Linked DNA regions of Mus musculus: all the other regions are linked to region 5. Evidence: chromatin contacts called from public ChIA-PET, HiChIP or PLAC-seq and Micro-C data. All regions are on one chromosome and are shown on one strand. Each heading gives the region's core, a stretch centred on a gene start, on an enhancer-like site or on the middle of the called end of the contact. The rest is flanking DNA. Distances are from core to core; before and after follow the strand shown. Region 1 holds the start of Rab8b (RAB8B, member RAS oncogene family). Region 2 has its middle 11 kb from the start of Gm30639. Region 3 holds the start of Ppib (peptidylprolyl isomerase B). Region 4 overlaps Rab8b (RAB8B, member RAS oncogene family). Region 5 holds the start of Fbxl22 (F-box and leucine-rich repeat protein 22). Region 6 holds the start of Dapk2 (death-associated protein kinase 2).

The links. A called contact is a pair of places that touch in the nucleus more often than the background predicts. ChIA-PET counts read pairs in DNA pulled down with a chosen protein or histone mark. HiChIP or PLAC-seq counts read pairs in DNA pulled down with a chosen protein or histone mark.
Region 1: a contact with region 5 is called in an RNA polymerase II ChIA-PET map of memory CD8 T cells, with 851 read pairs. The contact joins the promoter of Rab8b here to the promoter of Fbxl22 in region 5. A contact is called at or near these places in 16 of 39 promoter capture datasets (the 3T3-L1 cell line, the C10 cell line, the SN4741 cell line and 8 more), 3 of 484 Hi-C or Micro-C datasets (all in embryonic stem cells), 13 of 115 datasets of contacts at active chromatin or transcription factors (acute myeloid leukemia, astrocytes, bone marrow-derived macrophages and 10 more) and 4 of 9 other capture datasets (adipose tissue, embryonic stem cells, liver and 1 more).
Region 2: a contact with region 5 is called in an H3K27ac HiChIP or PLAC-seq map of stem cell-derived neural progenitor cells, with 2.6 times the contacts expected there. The contact joins the enhancer-like site here to the promoter of Fbxl22 in region 5. A contact is called at or near these places in 2 of 39 promoter capture datasets (embryonic stem cells and hematopoietic stem and progenitor cells), 7 of 115 datasets of contacts at active chromatin or transcription factors (embryonic stem cells, fetal liver, memory CD8 T cells and 2 more) and 2 of 9 other capture datasets (adipose tissue and liver).
Region 3: a contact with region 5 is called in a Micro-C map of embryonic stem cells, with 4 times the contacts expected there. The contact joins the promoter of Ppib here to the promoter of Fbxl22 in region 5. A contact is called at or near these places in 6 of 39 promoter capture datasets (the C10 cell line, cranial neural crest, embryonic stem cells and 3 more), 5 of 484 Hi-C or Micro-C datasets (all in embryonic stem cells), 8 of 115 datasets of contacts at active chromatin or transcription factors (astrocytes, cardiomyocytes, embryonic stem cells and 3 more) and 1 of 9 other capture datasets (macrophages).
Region 4: an H3K27ac HiChIP or PLAC-seq map of microglia shows a contact between it and region 5, with 5 times the contacts expected there. The contact joins the enhancer-like site here to the promoter of Fbxl22 in region 5. A contact is called at or near these places in 6 of 39 promoter capture datasets (the SN4741 cell line, cranial neural crest, embryonic stem cells and 3 more), 5 of 115 datasets of contacts at active chromatin or transcription factors (astrocytes, embryonic stem cells, large pre-B cells and 1 more) and 1 of 9 other capture datasets (adipose tissue).
Region 6: a contact with region 5 is called in an H3K27ac HiChIP or PLAC-seq map of embryonic stem cells, with 6 times the contacts expected there. The contact joins the promoter of Dapk2 here to the promoter of Fbxl22 in region 5. A contact is called at or near these places in 22 of 39 promoter capture datasets (the 3T3-L1 cell line, 3T3-L1-derived adipocytes, the C10 cell line and 15 more), 2 of 15 datasets of contacts at CTCF or cohesin (large pre-B cells and pro-B cells), 22 of 484 Hi-C or Micro-C datasets (the AML12 cell line, B cells, the CH12 cell line and 10 more), 30 of 115 datasets of contacts at active chromatin or transcription factors (the 230-238 cell line, DN3 thymocytes, the SCID.adh cell line and 17 more) and 3 of 9 other capture datasets (embryonic stem cells, liver and pancreatic islet).

The regions. Positions count from the first base shown.
Region 1 is chr9:66,916,285-66,921,304 of GRCm38.p6, forward strand. Rab8b (RAB8B, member RAS oncogene family) reads right to left here and starts at 3,421. Exons shown (of 8, transcript NM_173413.3): 1 at 3,226-3,421. The coding sequence starts at 3,349.
Region 2 is chr9:66,999,501-67,004,263 of GRCm38.p6, forward strand. No RefSeq gene overlaps it. Among named protein-coding and RNA genes, the nearest start is that of Gm30639, 11 kb to the right of the region's middle. Within about 2 kb of position 1,826, at least 31 of the 459 cell types and tissues checked have an H3K27ac peak or open chromatin away from gene starts, as enhancers often do. A contact at or near this core is called in embryonic stem cells, pancreatic cancer cells and stem cell-derived neural progenitor cells, where this site is marked.
Region 3 is chr9:66,058,561-66,063,613 of GRCm38.p6, forward strand. Ppib (peptidylprolyl isomerase B) reads left to right here and starts at 1,609. Exons shown (of 5, transcript NM_011149.2): 1 at 1,609-1,840; 2 at 2,907-3,020; 3 at 4,429-4,522. The coding sequence starts at 1,706.
Region 4 is chr9:66,879,335-66,883,989 of GRCm38.p6, forward strand. All of the region lies in intron 1 of Rab8b (RAB8B, member RAS oncogene family), which reads right to left. Gm40528 (a long non-coding RNA gene) reads left to right here. Exons shown (of 3, transcript XR_870875.2): 3 at 4,284-4,569. Among named protein-coding and RNA genes, the nearest start is that of Gm40528, 16 kb to the left of the region's middle. Within about 2 kb of position 3,282, at least 114 of the 459 cell types and tissues checked have an H3K27ac peak or open chromatin away from gene starts, as enhancers often do. A contact at or near this core is called in adipose tissue and microglia, where this site is marked.
Region 5 is chr9:66,513,305-66,518,224 of GRCm38.p6, forward strand. It overlaps Fbxl22 (F-box and leucine-rich repeat protein 22), which reads right to left and starts at 1,289. Exons shown (of 2, transcript NM_175206.4): 1 at 915-1,289. The coding sequence starts at 1,249. Usp3 (ubiquitin specific peptidase 3) reads right to left here. Exons shown (of 15, transcript NM_144937.4): 15 at 1,335-4,920.
Region 6 is chr9:66,156,088-66,161,103 of GRCm38.p6, forward strand. It overlaps Dapk2 (death-associated protein kinase 2), which reads left to right and starts at 2,139. Exons shown (of 12, transcript NM_010019.3): 1 at 2,139-2,253.

The DNA.
Region 1 (5,020 bases), core at 2,171-4,670, 410 kb after region 5:
AAATACACACAAACACAGGCCCTCAGAAGAGCTCTTTCCTGGGGCGTGGTGCTTATCAAATTTGTCAGCAGTACTACAAGAAGACCTTGTCAAGCTCAGTCACAGTAAAGCCCAGGACTTTACACAAATGGACACTTAAATTATGATAGGAAAAGAAGGGTCACCAACTGTCACTGAAACAACTTCATAATGGAGGTGTGGTGTGGAGCTTATCGGGAGTGACATTGCTGCTAGAAACTGTGCTTGTGGCCAGTCAGGAGTCTGTGGAACTTTTCTCGAGAGTAGTGTGAACTTCACCCGACTGTTCAAGCGTAATTGCAACTACACAGCATTTTGCTTTCAGGTATATAAGTTCTCTGGCTGTCTGCTACCACTTCCTGTTGGAGTTCTGGGGCTAAGTAAAAGATATGGGAGTTTCCCTCCTCCTATCAACTGAAGACATAGCTTGACACTATATTCACCACATTCACCACACAGAAGGTACAAAGACCAAGAGTTCACATGAGACTCACCATGTATATATACCTCCTAATCTCAGCTGTCGAAGGGTACCTGCTTTAATGTTTTAAATGTAACGTTTAAAGTGTGAAATGTAATACACTACACACACACACACACACACACACACACACACACACACACACAGAGATCTGTTGGGGTGGGGTGGCTAGGGATTAAGTCCAAGGCCTCGTCCATGTTAAGCATATACTATATAATTCAGTTAAACCCTTAGCCAAGAAAAGTGATTTTTAAAAGATAGTGTTAAAAGGTCCTTACAAGAAATGTGGGGGGAGTAGGGCGCTGGTAAATCTACTGCCGAGGAATCCAAGGAATTTAACATGCTGTATTAGTGAGATTTAGTCACTTTCTTTTCATTTTTTTTCCTTTTAAAAAAGTTTATGTGCCCATGTGTGCGCCTGGGTGGGAGATGTCTACGTGTGAGCGCAGCTGCCCAGAGAGGCCAGAAGAGGAGTCAGGAGCCCTAGAGTTGGAGTTGCTGGCTGACAGGTATTTGTGAGCCACCTGCTATGGGTGCTGGGATCTAACCTTGGGTCCCCAAGAAGAACAGCAGGTACTTTTAGCTGCTGAGCCGTCTCTCTTGCCCCAGACTTACTCAGTTGTGAAAGTTGAAGCAGGAGGAAAGTTCTGAGAAGTTTGCACGTGGAACAGACACTGTCCCCCACCCTTAACTTCTTAGGAACTGTCCTTTCCAAGCTGAGCTGCAGCATGCAGTCAACACTGAAGAAGAGTCCTTTGGGGCTTGGAAACTGATACCAGAAATGAATGTCCTTTAGCAGCTGTACCAGCTTGCACCAAGTCTCTTACAAATACACTTTCGAGAAGGGAGATGACATTTAAAATCTGCTTCCTCAGAAAAGTCCCACTCAAGACTAACTGCCAAGAACTCGCAACTCAAACTTCCTTCAGCCCAGATATCACAACACCCAAATTTCCATTCAGTCTGTAGGAAAAAAAAAAATCAGAATAAACCATGGAGACTCTTTACCAATACTTACACTGGAAAGTGCTCGATACCTACTTTTAAAATGTCACCTATTTTCAAATGCCACAAATATTTAAACACGGATTTTGTTTTGTTTTTAATTCAAGGTTTTTTTCCTGCATAAATGTATGTACACCATGTAAATGTCTAGTCCCCACGGAGGCCAGAAGAGGGTGTTGTATTCCATTAGAATTACAGGCAGTATGAGGTGCCAAGTGAGTGCTATGAACCAAACCTGGGTCCTCTGTAAGAGCAGCAAATCCTCCTAACCACCATAGCAACTTTCCAGCCCCTTTGACATACTTATTGTCAACACACTAGTTCCCCATTACTTGTGGATCACCTGGAAAGCCATTTGAAAAATGCTTTAAATAAGCTAGTATTAGAGGCCAGACAACCAAAAAGCTGATGAGTGAGTGGGCCACTGGACTGCAGCTATTTAACAAAGGAAATAATGTTAAGGTCATCCTACTGAAGGTTTAAAAGCAGTTTTGATGTGTTCTTCAGTTTACAACTTAAAGATCCTGTTTACCTGCACACAATGTCTTTTACTGAAGATACAAGAGCAGCTCCCAGTGAAGAGTGAGAAATTTTTTTCTTGAGTCAATTAGAAGTAATTGGGAAATATACAGTATGTTATGATTCACCTACAAAGTAATTAGAATCAAAGGAAACTACACAGGGAGGCAGGCGGAATGTACAGTCAATCACTTGGCTTGGATGTTACCAACTACACGAGCTCAAGAATTTACAAAGTTGAGAAACTTACTGCTGCTTCCCAAGACACGGAATAAGGCGGTGAACAATAAATTTCTTCTAACCACATCATCTCCCAAAGTCCCCAGCCCCTTTAATTCCTATAAACACTCAAAAGATTTTTAACACCCCGTAGACATTACTCCATCATTAGTCACTTTTTAAATCTCGATTCAAAGATGTCAAGAGAAAATGGAAACCAGCGTTCCCAGTTACTAGGGAAAGTCCTGAGCCCCGCGTTTTCCATTTCCTCTCTGATCTCTCAACCCCTGCACTGCATCCCCTGCTTCCCCTTCTCCTTTCTAGTTAACACTCAGCTCGCCTTCACTTTCTCCACCAAGTAGCCTCAAGTCGCCCTCGGGTCCTCCTGAGTCCTTCTCCCACCTACAATCTTCTGCATTTTCTCTTGGCATCTCTGTTCACACCTTTAGAGTCAATGTCGTTTTATCGCTTGCCTCCTGATCATTCAGTCAGTCATTCCCCTCAATTCCCTGTTGACCGCCTCCTAGTCTCACTTCTCTTGTCCCTGGTGTCCTCTGCCCCTTTACTTCATTTGAAGCCCCTCTTTGAGTCCTCAAACCTTCATTTCCCTCTTCACATTTCCTTCCTCTTTCCTGTCTTTCTAACCCACGTTCGTATTCACTCTCCCTCCCCTCCTTCTCTTTCCGTACGATTTCCTGTGTTCCCCCGACTCCGTCCCTCTGGGACGCCGCTGCCGCCGCCGCCCCGGAGCCCCCTCGTGTCCCCAACACCCCTGGTTTCCGATTGCTCCGGTTCCCTTTCGTCCGTCCGCAGTTCCGCATCCCCATCCGTCCCTTTCAGCCTCTCCGGCTCTCACTGCCCTCTCCGCGGCCCTTCGGGGTCCCCTTCTCCGGTCGCCAAGCCCTCGCGTGCCCTCTCCCAGGCCCCCAGGCACCCGCCCCCCTCGTCTCAGCTCCCGTCCCGGGCCGCGGCCGCTCCCTCACCGATGGTGGAGATAAAGGTGGTGTTGAAGGCGTCCTCTGAGAAGCGGAACAGGAGGCAGGTCTTGCCAACGCCGGAGTCGCCGATGAGCAGCAGCTTGAACAGATAATCGTACGTCTTCGCCATCTTCTCACTCCGGCCCTCTCTGACCGCCAAGAGCAAGGAGGCGGTGGAAAGCAGCGCGGAGGGGGGGCCTCTGGCGAGGGGGCGTGTCTGCCAAGCCACCCGCGCCCCGCCCCGCCTCTCGCCCCACCCTCTTGAGGCGACAGGCTCGCTCCTCCCCGTCCCAGCCAATCTGCCCGCGCCTTGTCATCACCCTCCGCCCCGCGAGGCTTTATGGGATTTGTAGTACTCTGGGAGAGCCGCGGGCGTGCCTCGCCCAAACTGTCCGAACAACCTCCCTGGATAACAAATCTGAGTGATGTAGGGTGGTGTGTTAAGACTTTCCATCCTTACAGGGAAAAGACGCTTCGTTTCAAACTCCTCTTCTTTTGCCAAGGGAACTTGACTTTGTTGTTTCTTTGTTTATGGGCATCTTTCAAATCCAAGACCTCGGAATCTAAGTCCTGCAGTTCGCTCATCTACTTGCCTGAACCCGGAGCTCGGCAAGCTTTCTTTGGAGATGCAAAGGTTCACGAAGTCTGTGAATTAGCTGCAGAGTATTACCCAGCCTCTCCCGTTCCCGCCCATTTCCTAGGCCCCCTTCCACAGCCCTTCAATTATAGAGCTCAAGGAGTGATGTTAGCGGGCTAATTTCATTCCCACTTGTGCCTTCTGAACTACAGGCCACAGCCAAATGCGATGATCATTTTAGAGGCTCTGCTTCATAGATACCGCCTCGCGCACCGCGGGAGGATGAATTCTTGAGAAAGAAAGAAAGAAAGAGAGAGAGAGAGAGAGAGAGAGGGAGGGAGGGAGGGAGGGAGGGAGGGAGGGAGGGAGGGAGAGAGAGAGAGAGAGAGAGAGAGAGAGAGAGAGAGAGAGAGAGAAAGAAAGAAAGAAAGAGAGGAGAGGGGAGAGAGGGGAGAGAGGGAGAAGAGAAGAGAAGAGAAGAGAAGATAAGATAAGAGAAGAGAAGAGAAGAGAAGAGAAGAGAAGAGAAGAGAAGAGAAGAAAGATGTGGGAAGGCTTGTGCTACGAACAGCTTATAAAATAGCGCCACCTGAGACAGGTGACGGGAACTTTGGCCATAGAAGATGTAGAGATTTAGATTTGGATTTAGTCTTTGCTAAGCCACTTCACAGCTGTGTGAAGTCTCACAGGCTTGACACGTCTCAGTTTTCTCATCTGTAAAGACGAATGAAAAACAAACTACTTCATAGGTTGTAGTGAAAATTAAATACTGAGTGTGAAAGCACTTTGAAACTTGGTAAGGTGCTGTGAAGTGTAGGTGTTAGTTGCGTTTAAATTTATCACTCCTCAGGAGGCTTTCAATTAATGGGTGGCAAAAGGAAGGGAGGAAATAGCACTTTGATGTATTCAATTCAAGCCTTCATTATTTATTACCCTAGACTAATTCTTTATTGTTCAGTGCTCTTTTATCTGCAAGTGGCAGAAACCCAGCCAGATCAAGCCCCTGTGAGACAAGGGTTTACTATCCAGATCATGAGGAAGGAGTGGCTAAGGGGGACCAGGAGCTTTATCTTGTCAGAAGTCTCTGTCTCATCTCTGCTTCTTTTTCAGTTTTAATTTAAAATATGTTAAATACCAACTGTCCTAACATACACACACACCAACAAAAATTCTTTTGGATGCCTCCATTTTTAAGAGTATTAAAGGGGCCCTGCCTGACAACAA
Region 2 (4,763 bases), core at 576-3,075, 490 kb after region 5:
CCAGGCTCCCTTATCCCCCATCACCACAGGGTTGAAATACCCAGTCAAGTGGGTTGTACTGAATTTATTACTTGTACTGTTGGAAGTCACAGATAGACAGTTTGTACTGCTGAACTACTTTTTTTAAAAAAGATTTTATTTATTTATCTATTATATGTAAGTACACTGTCGCTGTCTTCAGACACTCCAGAAGACCGAGTCAGATTTCGTTACAGATGATTGTGAATCACCATGTGGTTGCTGGGATTTGAACTCCGGACCTTCGGAAGAGCAGTCGGGTGCTCTTACCCACTGAGCCATCTCACCAGCCTCACTGCTGAATTTCTAAAGCAGCAGCATAAGCTAATGGTCCAGAAGGATGAGACTGGCAGTGTGCGAGCTACCGTCTGATGACTGCCATCCACACCGGAAAAGATCTCCAGGCAAACAGAATCTGCTGTGGTGTTCATGTCTTCTTGGAGGGAGCCAAGCCTCTTAGCTTTGCTCTGTGTATCGGCTCCCAGTAGAACTGGGCTGAGAAAAGACCACTCCAGTTTTCTTGGTTTTAAATTGCTCATTTGCCTGAAAGGAGTGATTTGAAATTTGTGAACCAGAATCTTGGAAACTCTCAGATGGATGCAGATGGTAGAAACAATTTTAATTAGGGAGTCTTTCTTCCATAAAAAAATCAAAAATCAAATCAAATCAAATAAAATCAGGGACTGGTGAGACGGCTCCACAGGTTAAAAGCCAAGAATGAACTTTTCCCAGTCTGTAGGCTGCCGCTTTGTCTGAAAGATGGTGTCCTTTGCCTTACAGACACTTTTTAGCTTCATGAGGTCCCATTTGTTAATTGTTGTTCTTGGTGTCAGTTATATCAATGCTCTGTTCAGAAAGCCTACCCCTTTCTTCCCTTCATTCAGGGCAGGGTGGAAGTAGGAGGGTCAAAAGTTCAAGGTCATACTCAGTTACAAAGCAAATTTGAGACAAATTTGGGCTACATGAGACCCTGTCTCAAAATAAAGTAAAATAACGAGAAACTGAGCATTCATTTCATCTAAATGTTAGGGTGAAACAATATTCCTGTGGTTTTTATTTTACACACAGAAACTACTCTAAGAAGCTAAAAGCCAGGCCGGGCAGTGACGGTGCACACCTTTAATCACAATACTTGGGAGGCAGAGGCAGGCAGATCTCTGGGAGTCTGAGTCCAGCCTAGTCTACAGAGTGAGTTCCAGGACAGCCAGGGCTATACAGTCTTGGAGGAAGAAGAGGAGGAGGAGGAGGAAGGGGAGGAGGAGGAGGAAGAAGGGGACAGGGAGGGGAGGAGGAGGTGGAAGAGGAGGAGGAGAAGAGAAGGGGGAGAAGGAGGAGAGGGGGAGGGGGAGGAGGAGACAAGGATGACAACGCTAAAGGCCTTGCCCAAAGGTCATATGCCTCACAAATGGTTATAAAAGTTACTCAAGTCTTTTTACTTCTACCAAGGAATCGCCCTTCTCAATCTTTTTTTTTTTTTTTTTTTTATTATATCTAAGTACACTGTAGCTGTCTTCAGACACACCAGAAGAGGGCATCAGATCTCACTGCAGATGGTTGTGAGCCACCATGTGGTTGCTGGGGTTTGAACTCATGACCTCTGGAAGAACAGTCGGGTGCTCTTAACTGCTGAGCCATCTCTCCAGCCCCCACTCTTCCCAATCTTAACTTAAAAAAAAAAAAAAAAAAAAAAGAAAGGAAAAAAAAAAAAAAAAAAAAAAAGGCTTAACTCACTGAGGTTGCCAGACATGTGGGCAAGACAAGAATCAGATGAGTACAGACTGCGAACAGCAGGTGGCGCAGTGCCCTCGGTGTTCCAGGCTGTGCCTCACGGTCCTCTGAAACCAAGGTCAATATGGACAGCCACAGGAAGCTTGAGTAACTTGTGACCCACCTCTCTCTCATTCTCTCTCGTCCATCTTCTCCTAAACTGGGTAGGCCCTCCCCATGCGTGTTCTCACTCTTTGCTGCAGCAGATCTCCAAGGAATGAATGAGCTTGAGAAAGTAGTCAGCTGAGGGATGGCTTGGTGATTAAAAGCGTGGCTTTTGTAGATTTTGGTTCTATGCACCCAAGTCAGCAGGTTCCTAACTGTAACACCAGCTCCAGGGGCTCCAAGGGCGTGCATATATACCACCCACACACATACACTTCATCAACTTCCACATTTACTACAGAAAAGCTCCTGCCTCAGAGGCTGGGCCATTGCCAGAGGCTTCCATTTGTACCATTCACTCAATTCTCTCGCTATACTTTGAGATACAAATGTCCTGCCCTTGTAATAGATCACAGAGGGCACTTAGATTGTGGTAGAGGTAGAAAGATTTGTGTGAGCTTGAAGCTGGACAGCCTGGAAATCGGATTCAGCTGGAGTATTTGTGCAAAGTACTTAATGCCTCGGTTAGACTGTAAAATGGTGATGTTATAAGTAACCCTGTAGACTTATTATGATGATAAAAAAAAAAAACCCAGAAACACCATCTAATAATTATTGGAAGATGCCTTAAGACCTTTAAAATGAAGAGGGCTGAAGAAATGGCTTAACACTTAAGAGCATTTGCTGTCTTTGCAGAGGACTGGGGGTTAGATTTCTGACCTCTGCACTTCTGCAGTGACATGAGCCCCAAATAAACAGATAAGTAAATAAAGCAATAAACTAAATAATGAAATAATTAAAAACCATTCACAGCTGGGCATGGTGGCGCACGCCTTTAATCCCAGCACTTGGGAGGCAGAGGCAGGCGGACTTCTGAGTTCGAGGCCAGCCTGGTCTACAGAGTGAGTTCCAGGACAGCCAGTGCTACCCAGAGAAACCCTGTCTCGAAAATTGAAAAAAAAAAAAAAAAAAAAAAAAAAAAAAAAGAATTCAGAAGCAGTAAAAACAATTTTAGATAAGGGCTTGGAATGATCAAAAATGTAGTATTTCATGTAGAAAAAGAATGCTTAAGTATTTTTGCTTAGCCAACATTCTAGCTAGTAATTTAATTTAATTCTAGCATTTAAGTTGTTATAACTGAAAGAGGTAAATTTGGTTTAAAAATGTCCCCAGTAAGTTAATTGTTCAACAATTTGGTTTAAAAATTTGGTTTAAAAATGTCCCCAGTAAGTTAATTGTTCAACAATTGATCAAGTTGATAATTTAGTGAATTTTGGTGTTTGGTTACATTGATTTTTTTTTTAAATTCCACTGTTCTTTTTTTTTTTTAAGATTTATTTATTTATTTATTTATTTATTATAAGTACACTGTAGCTGTCTTCAGACACTCCAGAAGAGGGCGTCAGATCTCGTTACAGATGGTTGTGAGCCACCATGTGGTTGCTGGGATTTGAACTCCGGACCTTCAGAAGAGCAGTCGGGTGCTCTTACCCACTGAGCCATCTCACCAGCCCCTACATTGATTTTTTAAAAAATTAATTTTAAAAAATGTATGCGCATACCTGGGTGAGTTCTGAGTACACCATGCACACACAGACCTTTGCAGAGGTCAAAAGGTGTCAGATTCCCCTGGCACTGGATAAGCCGTCTTATGTGGGTGCTGGGAGCTGAATGCAGTCCCTTTGAAAGTGCAGTAAGTGCTTTAATGTTTGAACCATCTCTCCAACCCAGGTTTGCACTGACTTTGGCATACAGACTTGTATTGATTGAACAGGGAGTGGTACTCAATGCATTTATACACTTACTGAATTAATTAATGCATGAATAGATGAATCAGAAGGATCTTGACATCAGTGAAATGATTCTTCTCTACTTAATGACTTCATGTGATGTCAGCATTTTAAGATCCCCGGACTTTCTGAGTCATGGAAACTGCCTCCCACACATCCCCTCCTCCCCCCTCACAATGCACTCACTGCCTACTCTGAGGCGACTTAATGAGAATGAGTGATTCCCTGCAGCCTCCCCGGGGGTAGCAGCTTCCAGAGGAGCCAAGCCTGGCTCATCCACTCACCTGCCATAGAGCACCGGCCTTGGCAGTTTACCTTGAGTTGATTCCTCATTTATCATGCAGGGATAAGTCTGAGATCTGACCTACTTCTCCTTAGCATGGCTAAGGACATAAAAAATACACAGTTCCCTGGGATCAGGAAAGTGCTGGGTGGGTGACAGCCCATCCTTATGAAAACCAAGCTTGGCAATGAAGGGGTTATTAGAGGCAGGGAGATCCAGCAGGAGGAGGGGCAAACCTGCTCTCCAGTCTCTTGATATCCTGGTCACTAACATCCACAATAGACAGGGACTGCACCTGTTAAACTGCCTTCCCCAAGTCACCTGCCAGTGCAAAACAGGAAAATTCCAGTGGCCCTACCAAGGCCTCCACTGTCCGCTGAGGGATGAAGTCACTGCCTGCAGTCAGCCGGTGAGACCAGATGAGGAAGCCTAGATCCAGACATAAACAGGCTGGCTTCTCTTTCCATCCTTCACAGCTATAGTCAGCCTGCTGGGTGGGGGTAAAGGGAGCCCAATGGCCACCGTGAGGGGATTTAGGTGGGGAGAAGAGAGCGCAGCTGGGGTGACAGGGACAGCAACAGTCCAAGCCTGAGAACCGCATCAAAGACAAACCATGAAGGACCTGGGGAAGGCTATTTACTCTGTCCTTCCTGTTCCCAAGCCTAAGAGGGAAATCATCACAGGGAGAAAAAGACATCCTTAAAGGACAAAGGGCCTGCCATCGGGGTCCACTTTTAGTGCTTGTTGGTGTCGACCTTCCAGCTAGAATCAGTAGACCCATCACTGCTAGGGGACACTGC
Region 3 (5,053 bases), core at 359-2,858, 450 kb before region 5:
ACAGCAGCACAACTGGAGATCAAGCATTCAAATGCCCGAGCCTATAGGGTAAATATCACTGGAATCAGCACAGTGTAAGACTCCAAACGCCAAAGTGTGTGCACTATAGAATGGAGCAACACCAAGTGTGTGTTACAACCGAAAACAGCCCATGGAAGCACCTGCAGCTATGAAAAAGAAAAGGCAGTCAGCCACAGACCTTTGTATATGTTATTTTCCACTTCTATGTTAATGTGAAGCCACCCCAACCAATACCTGCTGAGCACCGAGCCCTGGAGACAGGCTAGGGGAGCTATGTAAAGACTATGTGCAGCAAGGGCTCATTCTCCTAAAACAAAGTGCGAAGAAAAGAAATTTAACACCAGGAGCCGGTAGGATAACTCAGGTTCAGTAAAGTTGCCTGCTGCCTCTGAGCCAAAGGACATGGGTTCAACCCTCAGAGTCCCTGTGATGTAAGGAGAGAATAAACTCCCTCCACATGCAGGTAACTACGTGTCTACCCACTCACATGCAATGAGACATTGTAAAAAGGAAAAGATAAATACCAAAGTATCCAACAGAATGCATCCTTTCATAGGCGCACACAGCAGTTAAGCACAGGATTCCAAGACAAAGATGAGTAGTAAATTAGTAAAAACTAAAAATGGAAGCAGTGTGTGTGTGTGTGTGTGTGTGTGTGTGTAATGCATGCACATTATGTGTAGAGCTCTTATCATTCTGGGCCTTCATTTTGAGACAGGATCTCTACCTCAATCAAAGAACTAGTCTGGAAGCAAGCAAGGCTACCAGACCCGCCTATGTCCAGCACCACTACAGCACTAGGATTAGAGTCATAAAGTATGGCCATGATCTGCTTTTAGAGCTGGGTCCAAATTCAGGTCCTCATGATTGTGGAGCAAGAACCTTAACACTGAGCCATCTCTTCACCCCTCGACTCCACCCCTTTTTTGTTCTCGGGCATAGGTGTTACTATATTATGCTTAATAGCCAGAAACTAACTACATAGAAGCCGCCTTAAACTCACAGAAATCTTTCTGCTTCTTCCTCCAAGGTGCTGGGATTAAAGAGACGTGCAACCATGACTGGTCGTGTTCGTTTTAAGACAAGGTCTCACTCTAGTCCAAAAAGAACTAGTAGTCACTCTGTAGCCCAGGCTGGCCTTGAACTTTTTACCATCCTACTTCACCCTGCCCAGTGCTGGGATGACGGGTGTGAGCCACTACGCCCGGTCCCCAAGCAAGGCATTATAGAAGATATAGAAGGCTATGCTGTAACGCTCAACCGCTAAATTCAACCCCTAGTACTAAGGTTAAGTGTGTCCAGTCTTCTGAAGACCACCTCCAAATTTGGCAGCGACTGGTCTTTGCACGCCGTGACAAAAGTCTGAAAGTTGGATGGGCAGGTGGGGTCGCAAGGCACGCTGGGGTGCGTAGTCTCTCTTTCTGATACCAATCCCAACGCTGCCTTTGCGCACCGCCTTGACATACCCAATCAGAGGGCTGTAACGTGGCAGCCACCCGCAGCCCCGCCCCCGGCAGCGCCTACCACTCGGCGTCGCTGCGCAGGGAGAACGTGGCGCGCTCCTGGCGCTACGAGACCGCCCGCGGCCCCGGGTCCACCCCACGCCTGGGCGGCCACGCGCACGCTGCGCGTCCACACCCTTTTCCGGTCCGGGCTGCCCGACCGCTCTTGCTGCTGCCGGTGGATGCTGCGCCTCTCGGAGCGCAATATGAAGGTGCTCTTCGCCGCCGCCCTCATCGTGGGCTCCGTCGTCTTCCTTTTGCTGCCCGGACCCTCCGTGGCCAACGATAAGAAGAAGGGACCTAAAGTCACAGTCAAGGTCTGGGCTCCCCTCACCAGCGAGGCCTGCCTTCCGCCGCCTTAGGTCCGGCTCAAGCCGGAGCGGGTCTGGCCCAGTAGTTCCGACCTGAGCGTCCTTGTTCTTGTTCAGTTCTTCCTTGGGTCGACTTTGATCTCTTGAAGCCAGGCTCGCCCTATCTACTCAGACTAGAGAATAACCCAGACTCCCCCAGCCCCCCGCCCTGACCCAGGATGCCCAGCTTCGGCCAGCACGGACATCCTTAGGACGGTCCCTTTGCACATCCCCTGCATTGCTGGGAAATGGTGATGGATCAGAATTGCCGAATCTTTTACTATGGTCTCTCCAGTTTAGTGTGTTTTGTAGCACACACAGTAAATATAGTTAAACTTGCAAGCACAGTGTATCTCCCTGTGTATGTCCCCCTTTTAATGTATGTTTCTATAATCTGGAATCATTTAAAGAGCACAGATTGCTATTCTATAGTCTTGAGAACGAAAACTTTTAAAAAATGTTACATTATTTACTTAGTAGGGAGAGGGACTCGGGTACCACAGTGCAACCGTAGAGGTCAGAGGACAGTTTGCAGGAGTCCATTCACGTTGGTCTCTGGTCTTCAGGCTTGGCCGCAACCGAATTTTCCTCTAAGCCATAAGGCAGTCTGTAATCCTTTCTTGGGGTGGACCCAAGTGCTGTGGCATATATTACTCCCAGCTACTTGAGGGAGACTACAATTTAGCAAGATTAATTACTGGGGTTATTAGCTCAGTGGTGGACGGCTTATCTGCAGTGGCCCACCATTTCGTACTCCCTAGTACTGGGGTTGGAGACTACTAGAGCTTTCATAAGTGTACAGATGGTTGTAGCCACCATCTAGGTGCTGAGAACAGAAGCTCTAGGGTCTGGGAAAGCAGCAGATGCTCTTAACAGCTGCTGTTTCTCCAGCCTGTTTGTTGGATTTGTACAAAGGTTTTGCCCTACTCAGCCACAGCTTTAGGCTTTGTTCTCACTCATGGGGTAACTCCTCAGGCCCTCCTCTACCAAGGCCCCTGTGAAGGCTAAGCTTGGACTTGTTCACTTTCCTTAGGTATACTTTGATTTACAAATTGGAGATGAATCTGTAGGACGAGTCGTCTTTGGACTCTTTGGAAAGACTGTTCCAAAAACAGTGGATAATTTTGTAGCCTTAGCTACAGGAGAGGTAAGTGGCTAACCCCACACAGTAGGGATGGGAGCAGCTGGGGCTTCAGAGTGTGGCCCGTGTGTAGTGGTAGACAGACTTCATTAGCTGGCTTCCCTGAGGATGAGATATTTTTGTATATTAAGTGGGAATAAAGGGGTCCAGTCTTTAATTCTGGAGAAGGCCCTGGAACTGCGGTGACTTACTCAGAGCCTCAGTTGCCCAGTTTGGCACTTCCCAGAGATTGGACTGGTTCTTCCAACCCCTGCTGCTTCCTACAGCTAGTCATAATAGAATAATAATCCACAGTGCTAAATCTGGCAGCCTCACAGTTGTCTCTGCCAAATGGTGTGGCGGCTACTGAAGTGTTAACGTGGTTTTATGTTAGAGAGAACATAGACAAACATGGTACTGTGTGGCTGCAATGTTTAGAGAGTAAACTTTAACATCTGATTTTTTTTTTTTTTTTTGAGTTTTTATTTGAATGTTCTTAGACCATGTGATATGACAAGTTTTGGAATAAGAGCTTTTGGGGGGGGGAGGGGGAAGTAGTGAGTTGGTTAACACTGGTCGTCCTGGAACTTGCTCTTAGATCAGGCTAGCCTAGATTCCTAATTGCTGGGATTAAAGGCTTGTGCCGCTACATACATAGCTGAGTTAGCAGTTTTTAAAAAAGAATAAAAGGGTCCAAGGAACTTGATCCAAGAATATGACAAGGAATTTTTTTTTTAAGATTTATTTATTTATTATATGTAAGTACACTGTAGCTGTCTTCAAACACTCCAGATCTCGTTAGGGATGGTTGTGAACCACCATGTGGTTGCTGGGATTTGAACTCCGGACCTTCGGAAGAGCAGTCAGGTGCTCTTATCCACTGAGCCACCTCACCAGCCCATGACAAGGAATTTTTAAGGAAACATATATTCTGTTTAATTAATTCTGTATTTTAACTTGTCTGTTTTATTTTGTTTTTCCTGAGACAGTTTTATGCTGCCCCTGGCTGACCTTGAACCTGATTGTAGCCAGGGGTGACCTTGAGCCTCTGATTATGCCTCCCTCTACCTCCTGAGTGCTGGGATAACAGGCACACACCACCACACTCAACTTATACCGTGCTAAGGGTAGAACCCAGGACTGTGTTCCTGCTAGGACAAACACTGCTGGCTGAGATATATCCCCAGACCTCTTAAGAGAACACAGAGGGAAAATGGCATTTCATGGCCTGGGTTACATTATTCAAGAACAGTAGAGAGATCTGCTTCCCCCACCTCTAGATCTGTATGCTCTGTGTTGGCCTGCAGTGGCTGGTCCCTCCCTTGGTACATTAAATGCTGCATCTATACCAGAAAGCACTGTGGGCGAGGCTGTGCACGCCTGTCTGCCATCCCCTTCTTGCCTCATTCTCCCTTCCTGTCTTCCCTCTCTCCAGAAAGGATTTGGCTACAAAAACAGCAAGTTCCATCGTGTCATCAAGGACTTCATGATCCAGGGTGGAGACTTCACCAGGGGAGATGGCACAGGAGGTAACTTCAGGCCCTCTGAGCAGAAGAGTCTTGACACTGTAGTGTCCAAGGTGGGGTGGCCAGGCATCTCCTTTCACCTGCTCTAGGGGCCGGCTTCTCTCCTGCATTGAGACTAGCTGTACCCTTCTTTGAAAGGACAGCCCAGTGCAATTAACAAGTCTGTAGCTTGCACCACACAATCTGTTGCTTGTGTAAAACACATGCACATAAACTTAGAGCCAAAAAGATGGGTAAAGGGACTTGAGGCCAAGGCTGATGACTTTGTTTCCTGGGTCTCAAACATTAGAAAAAGAGAAGTGACTTCTGCAAAAGGGGCCTTTGACCACTATGCATGCGCGCACGTGTGCGCACGCACACACACACACGCACACACACACACACACACACACACACACACACTCTACAAATAAGTAAAGCTAGAGAACTGAAGGCAAGTGTAGTGGTGCCTGTAACCTCTGCGCTCAGGTTAAGACAGGAGGTTCCTGAGTAACTTCAAGGCCAGCCTGGTCAATTTTAGCACACCAGGGACTA
Region 4 (4,655 bases), core at 2,032-4,531, 370 kb after region 5:
GTGACGGTGCACACCTTTAATTTCTAGCACTTGGGAGACAGAGGTAGGCAAATCTCTGTGAGTTCAAGGTCAGCATGGTCAAAAGAGTGAGTTCCAGGACATCCCGAGCTACACAGAGAAACCTTATCTCAAAAAACAAACAAATAAACAAACAAAGTGACCAAAGATATTTCAAATTATTTTTTCAGCTTTTAAAAAATAAAACCAAATTGAAATTGAGATAAAGGCCCTTCTATCCCTCCAGTAGCTAAGAAGAGGCTATTGCACAATCCTATTCAGGCATCAACGTTTACTGTGAAACTATTCACAACAGCCAACTTCTGTAACTAACCTAAGTATCTATCAGTGGGGCAGAGGGCAAAGAAAGCGTATAATACGCACACAATGGAAATTTTCGTCTGTCATAATGAAGAAGGAAGTTAGGCCATTTGCAGGAAAATGGATGCAGCTAGAAATGATCACGTTACGTAAGTTAAGCCAGCCTTAGAAAGACAGATAACCTATGCTTTCTCTCCTTTGTGGTTCCTAGACTTTACAGTCCCATAAAATCATGTGTGTATATTCACCATGAAAGCACAGTAAAACTATTGAGGAGATGGAGGAGTCTGACAGTGGGGGGGGGGGAGAAAAGAGGACAAGGTAATATGCTCATCATATATTTTATTTTGTGCAAATACTTTAAAATATATAATATGATTTTTTAAACGCACAGGTATTTCCACTGACTTGTTTCCAGTCTTGGGTAAGAGAATTATCCAATTTATCTGCCTTTTCCAATTCTGTCAAAACTGGCAGTCCTTTCTTGATCTTGGAGATGGATGTTAACAATTTCCCAGGATCTATCAGCATCTGCTTTTCTCCAGCACACATTTCAATTACAAAACATATGCTTTTTAGACACGTTGTCCCCAGGCAATTAGCTGCCCCAACTGACAGGCATTAAATACAGAAATACAAGACTCATTTGGAGATCTCTAATGTGAGCTCTCGAGCTCCAGAGGAGATGGACCTGATTCTCACAATAGCTGGGGAACAGCTTCCTTGAAAATAGCTTTTGGTCTCCATCCCACCCCACCCTTACTTCTCCTTCCCACAGTAGCCATAAGACCTTACCCAACATGGAGAAATGCTTTGAAGCTGTTAAAAGTAATCTTTGAACATTATTAAGATTAAACATTATAAAAGTACCGAAACATAAGGTTTACCATGTCCACAGCTATGTAGGAAACAAGAGCACATGGAAAGTGACATGTGACACAGAGTAGCTTACATTAGGGCGGTGTAAGGGAGGATTTTCAAAACCATGAAGTTGAAACTGGTGCCCACTCTTACGCTATTCTTGCCTTAAGTAATCCTGAGGAAAATATTACATACACTGTAACTGAAACAGCACTCAATATGAATATTCCTAAAATTCTGGATTAGAGCAGCTCTAGGTGGCTATCCCTGCAAAGATCTCAACATCAGACATGTTGTTTACATGGGGCAATAAAGAGCCATGCCAAAGAACCAGCTCACTCACTCTGTGTGAAGGAGAAGACTGCATTTGGGGAGTCAGTTCTCCATTTGTTAGTATTTCTGTTGTTATCAAGACTCCGCAGGGAAGTGAGCTGGCCAGAAGCATAGCTGGTAAGAGTGGGAATGGGAAAGAAATAGAATTAATCAGAAGTAAAAGAGCAGCAGCTATTTCCCAGGAACTATGGCAGCTGTAGCTACATACATTGTCTATCTATCGACTGCCCAAACTTGTCTCCCACTTCCTAATCCTATACTTCCAGTTTACCTGCTGCCACCTGCAAGAGAATGTGTGAAGACAAAGGGAAGGCTAAGCACCAGCTTCCCTGCAGAATCTGTGGTTTGTGGCTTCTGTATGAAAGGACCCATGCACGCAGACATCATCTGTAGACACTATTCGTCCAGTCTATCCCTAGCTGTGATTAGCTCAGATAATTCCAAGTTTGCCATCCTATAATTTATCCAATTACTCGAATCAGCTATGAACAGAAGAAGACAACAGTATAATCTTTGATAAAGTGAATTCATTTGGCTTTTAAAAGCTGCTTGCCTGCGGATCGTATTTAACTTCCACATAAAGGACAAAAGTTACTTTGGGGTGTTTTTGGTTTTATTTTGTTTTGTTTTGTTTTGGAGATGGGGGCAAGGAGTTGGGGTTGGACAATCTCAAACTCAAATTCATGTTCTTCATGCTTTAGCCTCCTGAGTGCTGGAATTACATTTGCAACCACACCTGGCTTGTTTGATATATTTTAGCTTATCTTTCTATTCCTAAGATTCCATATAACAAGGGGATGTTAAACCTAAAACAAAATAAAACAAAACAGAACTAGGCACACATATTATTTTAAAGTAAATTCATGGGTGCAGAGCATGGAGAATTCTAAGCTTTTACTTGTTGGGGAAGACAGCCAGAATGATTTCATATATATACAGTCGAGAGAGTTTGTTTGTTTGTTTGTTTGTTTGAAAGCAAAAGGAACATCACTTGAAAATGTTACCTCTGCACTTGAAGTTGATTTCCAATGTCAAGCTCATTTTCCTAGTTTGTGGCTTACCCAAGGTGCTCTGGTAGCACTGGAACCCTAAGTTAGTGACAGAAAACAAACACAACTATCTGACACAGACTCACTGTCATTTCAAGATGTACGCAGGCAAGCCTGGGGCAGGATTTCCTAATCTAGTGGCCACAATATTCATGCTCCCAGTTTGGCCCAGCACAGTCATTAGGGTGGGAAACACACATGACCATGATGCAAAGGCATTAAGAAACACAGCACAATGATGGTGTGGCTAGAGCTGTAAATGGTCTGCAAGCAGAAAGAGCATGAAGGAAAATGGTACTGGGCGTGTGGGCAACAGGAGAGCACCAACATAGGACGGCAGGAATTCTGAGGATGACAGAAGAATGCAAAAAACAAAACAAAAACAAAACCAAACAAACAAAAAACCCCACACATTCTGGAAAGCTGACATTCAATCTACTTTGGGTAAGCGATATACATTTACTGGCCTCCAGGCTAAAGGCTTTAAGCAGACATTCAGAGACTGAGACTTAAGTTGAGAAGTGGCCGGCTTAGCCCTGTTCAGAGTTTGCAGCCTTAGTGGGAAGTGGTCTCAGCACACCAGACAGGAACACACTACGGCTGCTTCATAGGATGCAGACAGGAAGGTTTTGCTGACGCAAATATAAAAGACATGCTTTTGTGACTAATGAAAGGGCAAATGTCAAGGTTTCACTTTACAGAGACTGGGGCACCTCCAGAAGCCGGATACTGAGCCAGGCACCGAGTACACTGCAAAGGAGAGTGCTGGGTGCTCAGCAGCTCCAGGCTAACACCAGGCTGGCTGCAAAGCCTGCTCCACACTTGGGTGTCTTCAGAAGCAGGAACTAAGACAGATGAGGAAGCTACGATGTCAAACTGCCTGCTCGAAAGCTGTTTGCACAAGCTACTGCAGGACTATTTCCCCGAAAGGTGGCACTAAACAAGTGTCACCTGCCTGTCACAAATGGAAAGCATAGCAAGGGAAAACTTTCCTTCTTGTTTATAAACAAATTTGACTTAAAATTTAAGACAACATAGTATTCATTCTCCTTCCCGGTTCACGTTGCCCCTTAGCAGATGAACCTCCCAGCAGATGAACCTCCCAGCAGATGAACTACACTGGGTCAAGATTGAAATTCTCACTAAATACACTAAGGGTTTTGATGATTCATTCACTGGAATTGAATATTATCAAACATATACAATGATAATATTAGCCAGATATGATGGGCATGCCTGTAACCCCCAGCATTCAGGAGGTTGAAGCAAGAGGGCAATGAGTTTGAGGTTAGCCTGGACTACACAGTAGTTCCCTGCTCTCAACAAAGTAGAAGAAAAATAAAGAATAATGTTTAAAAACAAACAACAACAGAAACCTATTGGTTTTGATTTATAGTAAGTCAGCCTACAGATAATATGAACTTCTGACGCCAAAATCACTTGTGTAATGAGCACAGTGACATAAACGATGCAACTGCATTATCGATGGCATTCTCATCCCCTGCAATAAAGAACCTGAGACTCCAACAGGCTAAGTAGCTTGTGTGTGATGCCATAGTAGCCTTTACTCATGAGGGAATCATCCCAAGTCAATGGATGCCTGAAAACTCTGACAGTATCAAACCCTAGCTACAGACAGCCCCTGACCATCATAGTGTGAGACATATGTACCCAATAGAAGTGGTATTTTGAATTCTGATCCTTTCCTGTCTTTTTTTTTAGGGGGGGGTGCTTCCTGTTTTTGATACCTGGCAGCAGCAGCACCCAGTAGCACGATACAGCTCGCTGTCAGAGAGGCTGCTGTGAGGATGTGAGCAAGCACTCCCAGTATACCGTATCACTGATGGCTTTAGATACAGACATGCAATAAACCACAGAAGACAGTCACCCTTTACTATGATGCAGACATAGTATGTCATATGACTGCCCACATTTTAAACGGGCCAGGCCATGTAACTCTTAGCCTTTAATCCCAGTACTCGGGAGGTTCCAGGACAGCCAGGGCTACACAGAGAAACCCTGTCTCGAGAAAACCAAAAAAAAAAAAAAAAAAAAAAGAAGAAGAAGAAGAAGAAGAAGAAGCAGCTCGTGCTC
Region 5 (4,920 bases), core at 39-2,538:
ATCCAACTTGGGAAGAGAACAAGTGAAAGGCAGGCCCCTGTAATTACTTTCTGTGGTGAGGCCAGCCCACAGTGGTACTAACCCTAGATGGCAGCAGCTAGCAACCACCCATGCTTCTTAGCTAGCAGGGAGCTCTTTCTCCTCAGCAGCTGGCACAGCCATGTTGGCCATAGCTTCCCTGCACAGGAAGGTGTGACTGACCCATTTTGTGGCTCAGCCTGTGCAAGGGATTGGGGGGAGGAGGGAGGGATGTGTGGCATCAAAAGATCAAATAGGGGATTTTTCAGGGCATCCCCTATTACGGTTTATCTCAAATTCAAATATAACTGGGTGGTGTGTATCTTACTTGCTAAGATCTGGCAGTCCTACACTGGCACAGCACACTATGTCTCAGAGTATCCCTTATGCCCTGACAGTTGAAATCCATCCCTGAGTGCTGTGCAGGACAAGTGTGTTCCCCAGAGGAGACGCTCACTGCTACTTTGCATAGGCTTTGCTTCAGCTTACCTGAGCACCCTAGCTCTCCTTCCTTAGCAGCAGTTCTCAGGCCTCGGTAACTGCATTCTTGTTTGAGGAATGGTGTTTATTTTTGGCCAAATTAGAGGCCTGAGCCAACTGATGCCTTTGGGAGCCTGACCTTGAAAATCCAGGCTCAGCTGAACCCAACCAGGCCTTAATGGCTGCCAGTGAAGACAGCTGCTCCAAGGAGCCGCTGAACCCAGCTGAACTCAACTTCATTTGCCACAGCAGCATTTTTAGGAGCTGAGAGTGAGCCGATTTAACCCAACTCTTTGGGCACTGGTTGTCTGCCTTGGTCTCAATCTGAGCCATATTGCTCTTGGAATGTGTGCTTCCCAGCCCTCCCTGGAGCCAGGGCCAACAAAGCCACAGTGCTCAGGGGCAAGGTGGCCTACCTGTTGCACACCTGCAGGAGGAAATCATTAACCAGGCTCTCGTGCTGGCTGCAGATGCTCCTCTGGAGGGCGCTCTTGAGCCAGTCCTCGATGCTGCACACCTGCACACGGCTGGAATGCCAACAGATGGACAGGCTGCGCAGCGCAGGGCTCAGCCGGAAGTTGTCTTTCTTGAGCTCTGCGAGAGAATGGAAGTGCAGCAGGGGCCAGAGGGTGGGGTCCTCAAACACATCTCGGAGCTGGGAGCAAGTCCTGGAGAGGCTCCTCCGGCTGTCCTTGTCCAGGAAGGAGAAGAGACACAGCAGACACTCCCGATTGAGCTGGGTTATGTGCATGGTGAGTGGTGGCCGCACGTGAATGCCCAGAAAGGGTCTGACCTGCCTCCTGCTTCCTCCCCAGATCAGGACTGGTGGACATATATGGTTGAGGAATGGTGTTTATTTTTGGCCAACAACTGGTGCTGAAGCTCGGGGTGGGGAGGGCGGGTGTCAGGATCCAGACTTACTCGAAGCCATCTGTGGTTCGGCTTATGTTCAGAGGGCCTGAAAGTCCTGGCAGAAGAGCAGCCCATTGAAGTTACAAGTTTTCCTTAAAAGGGATTTCTTTTCCTCTGAGCTGATAAGTGTTGAGCACAGGGCTCTTGGCTTTTACTAAGGTGTTTTCATTGGAGGTAATTAGCGACAACAGCCCTTCCTGGGCTTGCAGCCTTTCTCCTAGCAGGACAGTGAGTATTAGCTGTTAGGTATCAGAGTGTGTCGGTGCGGCTCCTCTGCTCACCCTTGCTAGGAAGAGGTCATTTTTACCATGCCCCAAACTGTGAGTGGAATCTGAGGATCATGCTTGGTACTTTAGCTCAGGACACTAATGGCTACCTTGCAAAGATGAGCTATCTTTAAACCCCAATGGCAAGGCCCAAATGGCTCCATTTTTACCCTAAACTGTCATAAGATTCATCTGAAATGTTATTTTAAAAGCTAGCACGTGTGTGTGAGACAGACAGACTGGTGCATGTGTTCTTTTTCGTGGGTGATTTGCAGAGTTTCATTATCTGTCCTAGATAGCATTCCCCAATATGTGAGGGTGGGCAGTTTCTATTTTTGAACACTTAATTGAAGTGTAAATAACTGGAAGTGAACTGCAAGTCTGATGGGTTTCAATGCTTGCACACAGCCCCCAGCTGCCCTGCTTTTTAGGAAGCTGTGCTGCAGATCTGGAAGTATGAAGCTGCTCTAAGTGCATACAACTTGGTGGAAACCTAAGACTACTACAGCTTCCCCTGAAAGAACTCCACAGAACCCCTTAATGACTACTCCCCTTTCCTCCTGCCCATGTAGGCTACAAGACTGGCCCCTGATGGCTGTTGCTCTGCCATTTCTTCTTCCTTCCTCTCCTCCTCCTCTTTTTTTTTTTTTTTTTTTTTTTTGGCTTTTTGAGACAGGGTTTCTCTGTATATCCCTGGCTGTCCTGGAACTCACTTTGTAGACCAGGCTGGCCTCGAACTCAGAAATCCGCCTGCCTCTGCCTCCTGAGTGCTGGAACTAAAGGCGAGCGCCACCACTGCCCGGCTTGCTCTGCCTGGAAACAATCCACAGAAGAGCCCAGCTGGTGAGGCGGGACTAGGATGTGATTCGTCTGCAGCCAGAATGAATGGTAACGTGCACAATGACATCTTGGCATCATACAGACTACTAAGTCTTAATGGCCAATGATCTTGGCATGGCCACCACTCCCTTGAGGGCTACTGCCCAGTGGTGACAGTCACACACACATGTGCCTCCTCTTTCCTGTGCTGTGGCATCTTCTCGGGGCTGTCAGAAGACCCATGCTCTGGAAACAGTTCCTACCTGAGCCTTTCCAAAGCCTGGGCAAGAGGTGACTTCAGCAGTTGGAGGACCATGAGAGAGTTTAGGGGACGGTAGAGGTTACAATGGGTTAAACATATAAAGTAAACCAAAGAAGTGAAATAAATCTGAGCAGGTACCACAGGTGTGACACACGACACTCAACCAGGGCCAGCGCATATGACTGGTTTAATTACATCATCTGCCACTACACACTGAGTAGAATACAGTGGATAAGCTTAGAGTTCTCCACCATGGAGAGACTTGTGTTGCCACAAACTGTTTCTATCCCCACCTGTGTGGGAGGACTTGGAGTTTCCTGTTGCCATGGGCTGACAGGACAGGATATGCATGAGGCCCTGCCTCAGCATACGCTCTGAGCAAAAGTTGCATGCAGGTTAGAACACACGTGGGAAAGCCCTAGACAGTACAGAGAGAAGCCTGTAACCGGTGCAGTAAGGCTAGATTTAAAACAAATAGGCACATGTACTTCATCATGGGTGTTCAGATGGGCACTGCATATGGGTGCAGTCACTTTCTCAAAGAGTCTTCATGGTGTCACTCAGCCATTGCTGCTTAAGTAAAACCAAGCAATAAAGCTGCTACAAAAATTCCAGAGATGATTCATTCCCTTGTATGCCAAAGTGTTGCCTAATGACCACTCTCCCCACAGAGCGGCCCAGTCTGCTGCTGCTGCTCCACCTGGCTTGACAGTGCCAGCTCTGTGTGCGTACTGTGTAAGTCATTACAGTTGCCCAGTCAGAGGCAAAGATATAAATGCCAGAGGAGCCTGGATTAGTGGGAGCTGTGTGCAACGTTAGATGAGACTCATTTAGGCTTAGCTGTGATGTTATCACAGTTCTGATATATTAGAGCAAATCATTCGACCCTCGATCTGTGGCTCAAACCAGCAGAACTAGAGCTGCACATGCCTCTACCTCATGGAACTCAGCACACTTCCTCTTCCTGCACTAAATCTAAGTTGTAGTGCTTACACATGTCACAGCTTTGTTGTTCTGCATAAAATTTAGACCTGTGTTGTGCAAGAGAACCCTATGGAAAGGTACTTGCCCTGCACTGTCCTGTACCCAGCCCTGACATAACTAGTGTGACCAAGGACACACTAGTCATACGGTCATTGTACTGAGGGATTCAAGTTAGTGTATTAAGGTACTGATCCAGAATGTAATTTCTGTTCTGAGGGAATGAAGATTTCTGTAGCTAATATTAATGTGGAATTGAGCCACGTCTCCATCAACTTCACTGGACAAGGAAAGCTACCAAACTTACTTGTAATAGAAAAAATATTAGTAAAAAGTCTGCATGAAGTGCATTTTGTCCCTCGAGGAGGTGGATGTGGAACAGGCTGTGTTGGAGTTGTACACTCTGACTTAAAGGTTTCAATACCTGCAAACCGAATCACTGGCCTCCAGCATTTGCCACTAGCTGCCTTCTTTAAATGGTCCAAATAGTGCTTCTAACCTATTTCTGTGAACAGTATTTTTTAAGCTACTGAATTTAATAAAAACTATTCTTGTTCAGAGACATATACTTTCACCTGGTTCTGCTTCAGGCAGGGAGTGAATTAAAACCCAGAGCTTCTATGACTCCACTTCTGCCTGGAAGTCAGGTCTGGGGGGTAAGACCTCACCTCTGATGGTCAGACAGATCCACCCACAGGACATACCTCTACCATGCAGCTGAATCGCAGGGCTTTTAAACACGTATTTGCACTTGTCAGTGTTCCTAGCCTGTCTGCCCCCAAGAAAATATTAAAAGAAGACCAGAGACAAGAAATGGAGCAGTTCTGGAACTCTAGCACAGGTGCAACGGGACTGGCAGAGTTATTTAATGCTGAGGCACAGCAACCCTGAGACACAGCAGTGGTGACGGCCTGGTCTGCAGTCGGAAGGAATTCCTGAGCAGTCACTGTGAAACCGGTGGGCCACAGACCTGCACACACGATCCTCACGATGGAGTCGCTGACCTGGCTGCTATGAAGACAGCAGTCAGGGTGGCTCTCAGCATGTGAGTATAGAGCAAATGCAAATGTGCCTCGGTGAGAACTGAAAACATTAATATAAAAAGTCAAACAGAACTAAGTTCTGGAAACTACATATAAAAATTGAATTATTACAACTAAAGCAGCCAATCAAAATGCCTGC
Region 6 (5,016 bases), core at 889-3,388, 360 kb before region 5:
AAGCTCTTTGTGTGTGTGTGTGTGTGTGTGTGTGTGTGTGTGTGATCAGCTGCTTCGTGCCCCTGCTGCCTGCTGCCCTGCTGCTTTGATGGACCATGCCCTTGAACTGTGAACCAAACGAACTTCCTTCCTTATGTGGCTTTTGTCATATGTTCTGTTGCAGAAAGTCCTACAGGATAGAGGACAGCTGTGGTTTCTTCCCGTGCCATTACCTACATGCTCAACCTAACATGCTTTTACGTGCTCAACCTAGCATGCCTTTAGTAATTAGGTTTGGGATAGCATGCAATCTATGGAGATCAAAATGGACAAGATGTTGTTTTGCTCTTGTTGAAAGTGAACCTTAATCATAGTTACGACATGGTCAGGGAAAATGACAAGAAAGAATTGAACTGAGGTGGCAGGGTTCAGAGTAGAGTGGCTTTAAGAGAGTGGACTCCAGGAATGCAGGAGCATAATGAAATTTGTGTTTTGTATCAGCAAGGCTAGGATGGTTTGTCACACAGCAACAGACTTAAAAATGGGGGAGGAGGTATCTGGGGCTGGTTGGAGGATGAGGGACCTCGCTACTGTGGTGGCCACTGTGTGTGTGTGTGTCCTTCCCTCTGTCCACTGACTTCAGAAGCCATCAGATGGTAGCTACTTCTCTCTAGCATGCTATTCTGAGGAGAACCCCAGAACCTGCACAAACCTGAAAGTCACACGCAAGTGAAGGTCTGGGATCTTCCCTGAGACTGTTCAAGACACAATGAGAGAGTTGGGCGGTACTCAGTGGCATTTTCAGGGTTCCTGGTGTTGAAAAGGCTGAGGGGTAGTGTGCTCCTTGGGCACATTTCACATGTCACCCTCCGCCAGTGCTACTCAGGACTTCACTGGAAGCTACCAGAAGGGTTGTTGTTCCCACTTTCTGGTGGCTGACCACACATGGATGATAGGGCAGGACTTTGGACTACACCCATGACTCAGAATCTTACATCCTTAGCTCTAGGGAGGATCCCTAAGGGGGGATCTGTGCTACTTTTCTTGTTGCTGTGAGAAAGTACTCAAGGGGTGGGGGAGGCAACTCAAGAACGGGCTCACAGTTAGAAGGTATAGGGTATAGTCCATCATGGCAGCAGGAGCGTGGCGCAGCTGGGTACATTGTGCCCAGCCTCAGGAAGGGGGGGGAGGGGAAGGGGAGGGGGAGGGAGAGAGAAATATGAGGTGAATCCTGGTTCTCTGTTCACAGAGAGCCCTCTAAACTGCACAGATCTGAAAGGTCACACGCAAAGGTCTGGGATCTTCCCGGAGGCTGTCCCAGATATTGCAGCAATGGTCAGAGAAGAGCAGCCCTCACTAGCCAGTTTCTCCTCACCGATTTTTTTTTTTTAATTCCTGGACCCCAGCCCGTGGACCATTGCTGTGCACATCTAGGGCTGGTCTCACTAAAGCTCTGGAAACACAATCTAGAAATTCCTATAGGCATACCCAGAGGTTTATCTCCTGATTGTAAATCCAGTCACATTGACAGTGTTAGCTGTCACAGTGACTTAGGGCTGGAGGCTCTAGGTGGCCATCCTTAAAATGTCTCTGGTCTTGAATGGAGACCATTGAACTTCAGTTTTGTTTCCAGCCACCAACGCTACCACTGATATTTTCTCCTTCTGATAATTTGCAAAAGGAAGGGAGAATCAACTCCCAAGTCCTTCATTAAGACAGGCTTAATGGTGATACACGGACTACACTCAAGAATGGTGCCAGGGTTGGCGTGGTAATAGGCAAATATGGGCAGTCTTCAAGCTGGGCCGGGAATGAGTGGGGCACATGAGAGCTTCCTACCCTTGTGTGGAGCGAGGTCCCCAGAGAATCTGATCAGTCAGGGTGTGCGTGGGTGGGGACGAAGGGCAGAGAAATTCTGTTTTCTGGCAATTGTGCTGGGTTGTGAAGTGCGTTGATCATTAGCTTACTCAAGTTGATTCGTTCCAGGTGGCACAGCATGTGAGAGACAGGGCGGGAAGGGACGAGCATCCAAGTCCTCACCTCGGGGCGGTCCCGCGGGGGTTCCAGCAGGGGGCGCCCCGAGCTCCGGGCCGAGTGTCCGGGCGCGCCTCCAGCCGGCGCCTGGGACCGGGCTGGCCGCTCCGCCCCCTCTGCTCCTCGGCGGCTCTGCGGGCGGACGCCGGGCGCAGGGAGCAGAGCAGAGCGGAGCGCCGCGCACCCCGCCGCGCCCCGGTGCACGTCCAGCTCTCCGCACATGCAGCGCAGCCTTTCGCCGTGAGTAGCGCCCGGGCCGCGGGATTCGACGGCAGCAGTGGCTGGGGTGGTCGGGCATTGCCTGTCTAGGATATAGCCGTTCTGTGGTTTGTGCGCTGGGACGGCACCCGGAGGCCAGTCTGCAGGCTACTACTACCTCGGGGTGCCTCCTAAGCTTGACACTCTGGTCCCAGAGACGGGATGGGGATTGACGGACAGAGGCCTGACATCTGGGCAGGAGAATGGAAACAACCATGCATCAAGTTTGGCCCCCTCAAAAGTCCCCAATAGGAGAGAAACAAGCCCAGCCTCTGTGGGCTCACACCTCCTCCTCCCCGCCTCAGCCCGGGAGGTTGCTTCCTGTGAAATGAACCTCCAGTGTGGCCTAACAGCTGCGGGCAGGTGGAGGGACACTCCCTGGTTCCCTGTCATCTAAAGGTAGCTGGGGGCAGCTCTTTTGGTTTCTGACACTAGTTCCCAACTAACTGGCTTGGCATCCTAGGGGAATTTTGTTGACTAAAAGTGGCTGGTACCTTGACTGCTTCAGAGTTGGGTTCAAAGCCCTCCCTGTCTCCACCTGCCCGCCGGTTAAGTTTTTGGCATCTAAAGTCATGGTATTGATAGACCAGTAGCTGTCTTTGGAGGCTTGACTGAAGTGTCAGGAATGGGTGGGTATCTGTTGCCCCGGGACAACAAACTACCTGCTGGAGGGAATAAACCAGCCAACCCTGACAGCTTCTCTAGAGCCTTCTATTCTGTTAGATGTGGGGGGCAAACAGTCCGGCTGCCCAAAGAAGCTGAACCTTTTATTAAAAGACTGAGTTTTTCTCATGTCAACTCAGGGAGGTGGCTGACCTTCTGAGCCCCAACATCCTTATCAGGGATCATCCAAAGGGGTTCTGTGATGCTAGAGTCTCCTCCCTTCTGCTGGCACTGCTGGCAGTTTCCCCAGACCTGAGTCTGAGGATTCTTCATGTGTGTGTGTATGTGCGCACGTGTTCCAAACCACTGCCTGTCCCTGCCAAACTTGGGCACCTTCTCCTTGGAACTGTTCTCCCAGAAGCCACTGGCTTTCCAGTCCTGAGCCATCCATGGAGGAGTTGTGTGGGTATCAAGAGAAGCCCTGGGAAGTTTGATGGCCTAGCTGTGCCATGGTGGAAAGGTCCCTTTCCCTCTCTGGACCTCAGATTTCTCCTTTTGTCTAACAAGTGACTTAGACCCGATCCCAGTGGGTTCAGACTTTTGTTTCAATGTTAAGTTTTTACCCCAAACCCCAGTCCACAGCAAGGATACCGTGGGATGGGAGTGCTCTGTATCACTTCCTCAGCCTGCTGACTTCTGAGGAAGAGAGTAAACTGGAAAGGTAACTGGGAGGTCCCTTTCTGTGGGGTCCCAGGAGGTCTATGTTACCTCCTAGAGTGTTGCTTGCCATTAAGGCCATGGGTAGGAAGGAGAATTCCCAGGGCCCCCTTGGGAGGATTGTTCACATCCAGATGGGTGTCATCTTTGCAAGGTAGCCTGAGTCTCGGGTCAAAAGGCATAGTCATGTGCCTTGCCTCTGATATGTGGTTTTCAGCTTCTCAAAATTGGTGGTTATAACTCTACCTTCGAGTTACTGCACTTGACTCTGAGAATTTATCAATTGAAATGAGAATTGCTCTTGTGGAGGTGTGATGGGAGGGTGATGAGCTGCCACGGGTGTTTCATTTCGTATGGAGTATCTGAGCTGTAGCCATGAGCAAGAAGCCTGGGCCCTAACTGGAAATTACCATCTTATATTACCTTATAGTACCTGCTTATGTTAGCTACTCCCTAGGGGACAGAGGTGAGAATATTACACCCTTTGCCTTAGTGAGGCTCCAAAAGCATTTCACATATGTCATCTTACTTATAAGAAAGATCTTTCTTAGGGTGTTGGAGAGATGACCCAGTGGTTAAGAGCACTGGCTGCTCTTCCAGAGGACCTGGGTTCAGTGTTCAGCACCAACATGGTGGCTCATGATCATCTGTAACTTCAGTTCAGAGGATCTGATGCCCTCTTCTGGCCTCTTTGGGCACCGCAGACATGTGGTGCATAGACAAACATGCAGGCAAAACAACCATACACCTACAGAGAAATAATTCTACAAAAACAGTCTAAAAAAGAAAGTAGATATTAGTTTACTCCATGCCTCTCACCCCAGGATCTCATATATCCAAGGCTGGCCTTGCACTCATTATGTAGACGAGGGTGACTTTGAACTTCTGGTCCCCCTGCCTCTACCTCTGGAGTGCTGAGATTATAGCTGTGAGCCACCATTCCTGGTTTATGGAGTGCTGAGGATCGAAGCCAAGGCTGCTTTGTGTCTGTTAGGCAAGCATTCTACAGACTGAGCTGAATCCCCAACACTGTTAATTCTCCATTTCGTTTTCTTCTTGGAGATAGGGTCTTACCCTATGGCCCACACTGGCCTGAAACTCAAGGCACACCTTGAGTGCTGGGATTACAGGTGTGTGCCAACCATACCCAGTGCATTTGGCACTGGGGATGGAAACTCGGGCTTTCTATAAAAGTAACTGATAGCTGAGATCTCTCCTCCACCCTGTGGATAAGTCTTCTCCAAATTGAACCAAACAGCATAAGATCTTTTTGTGGGACCTGGTTTCTTTTGTTCTTCGTGCTTCATGCTCCACCCTATTGTGTAGTGACTCCCTTGTTCTATTGATGGGCATTTGGTTGGTTTCAATTTTTAGTTGTTGCTAGGAGTTTAGTTGATGCTACATGGACCATTCTTGCTGCATGTG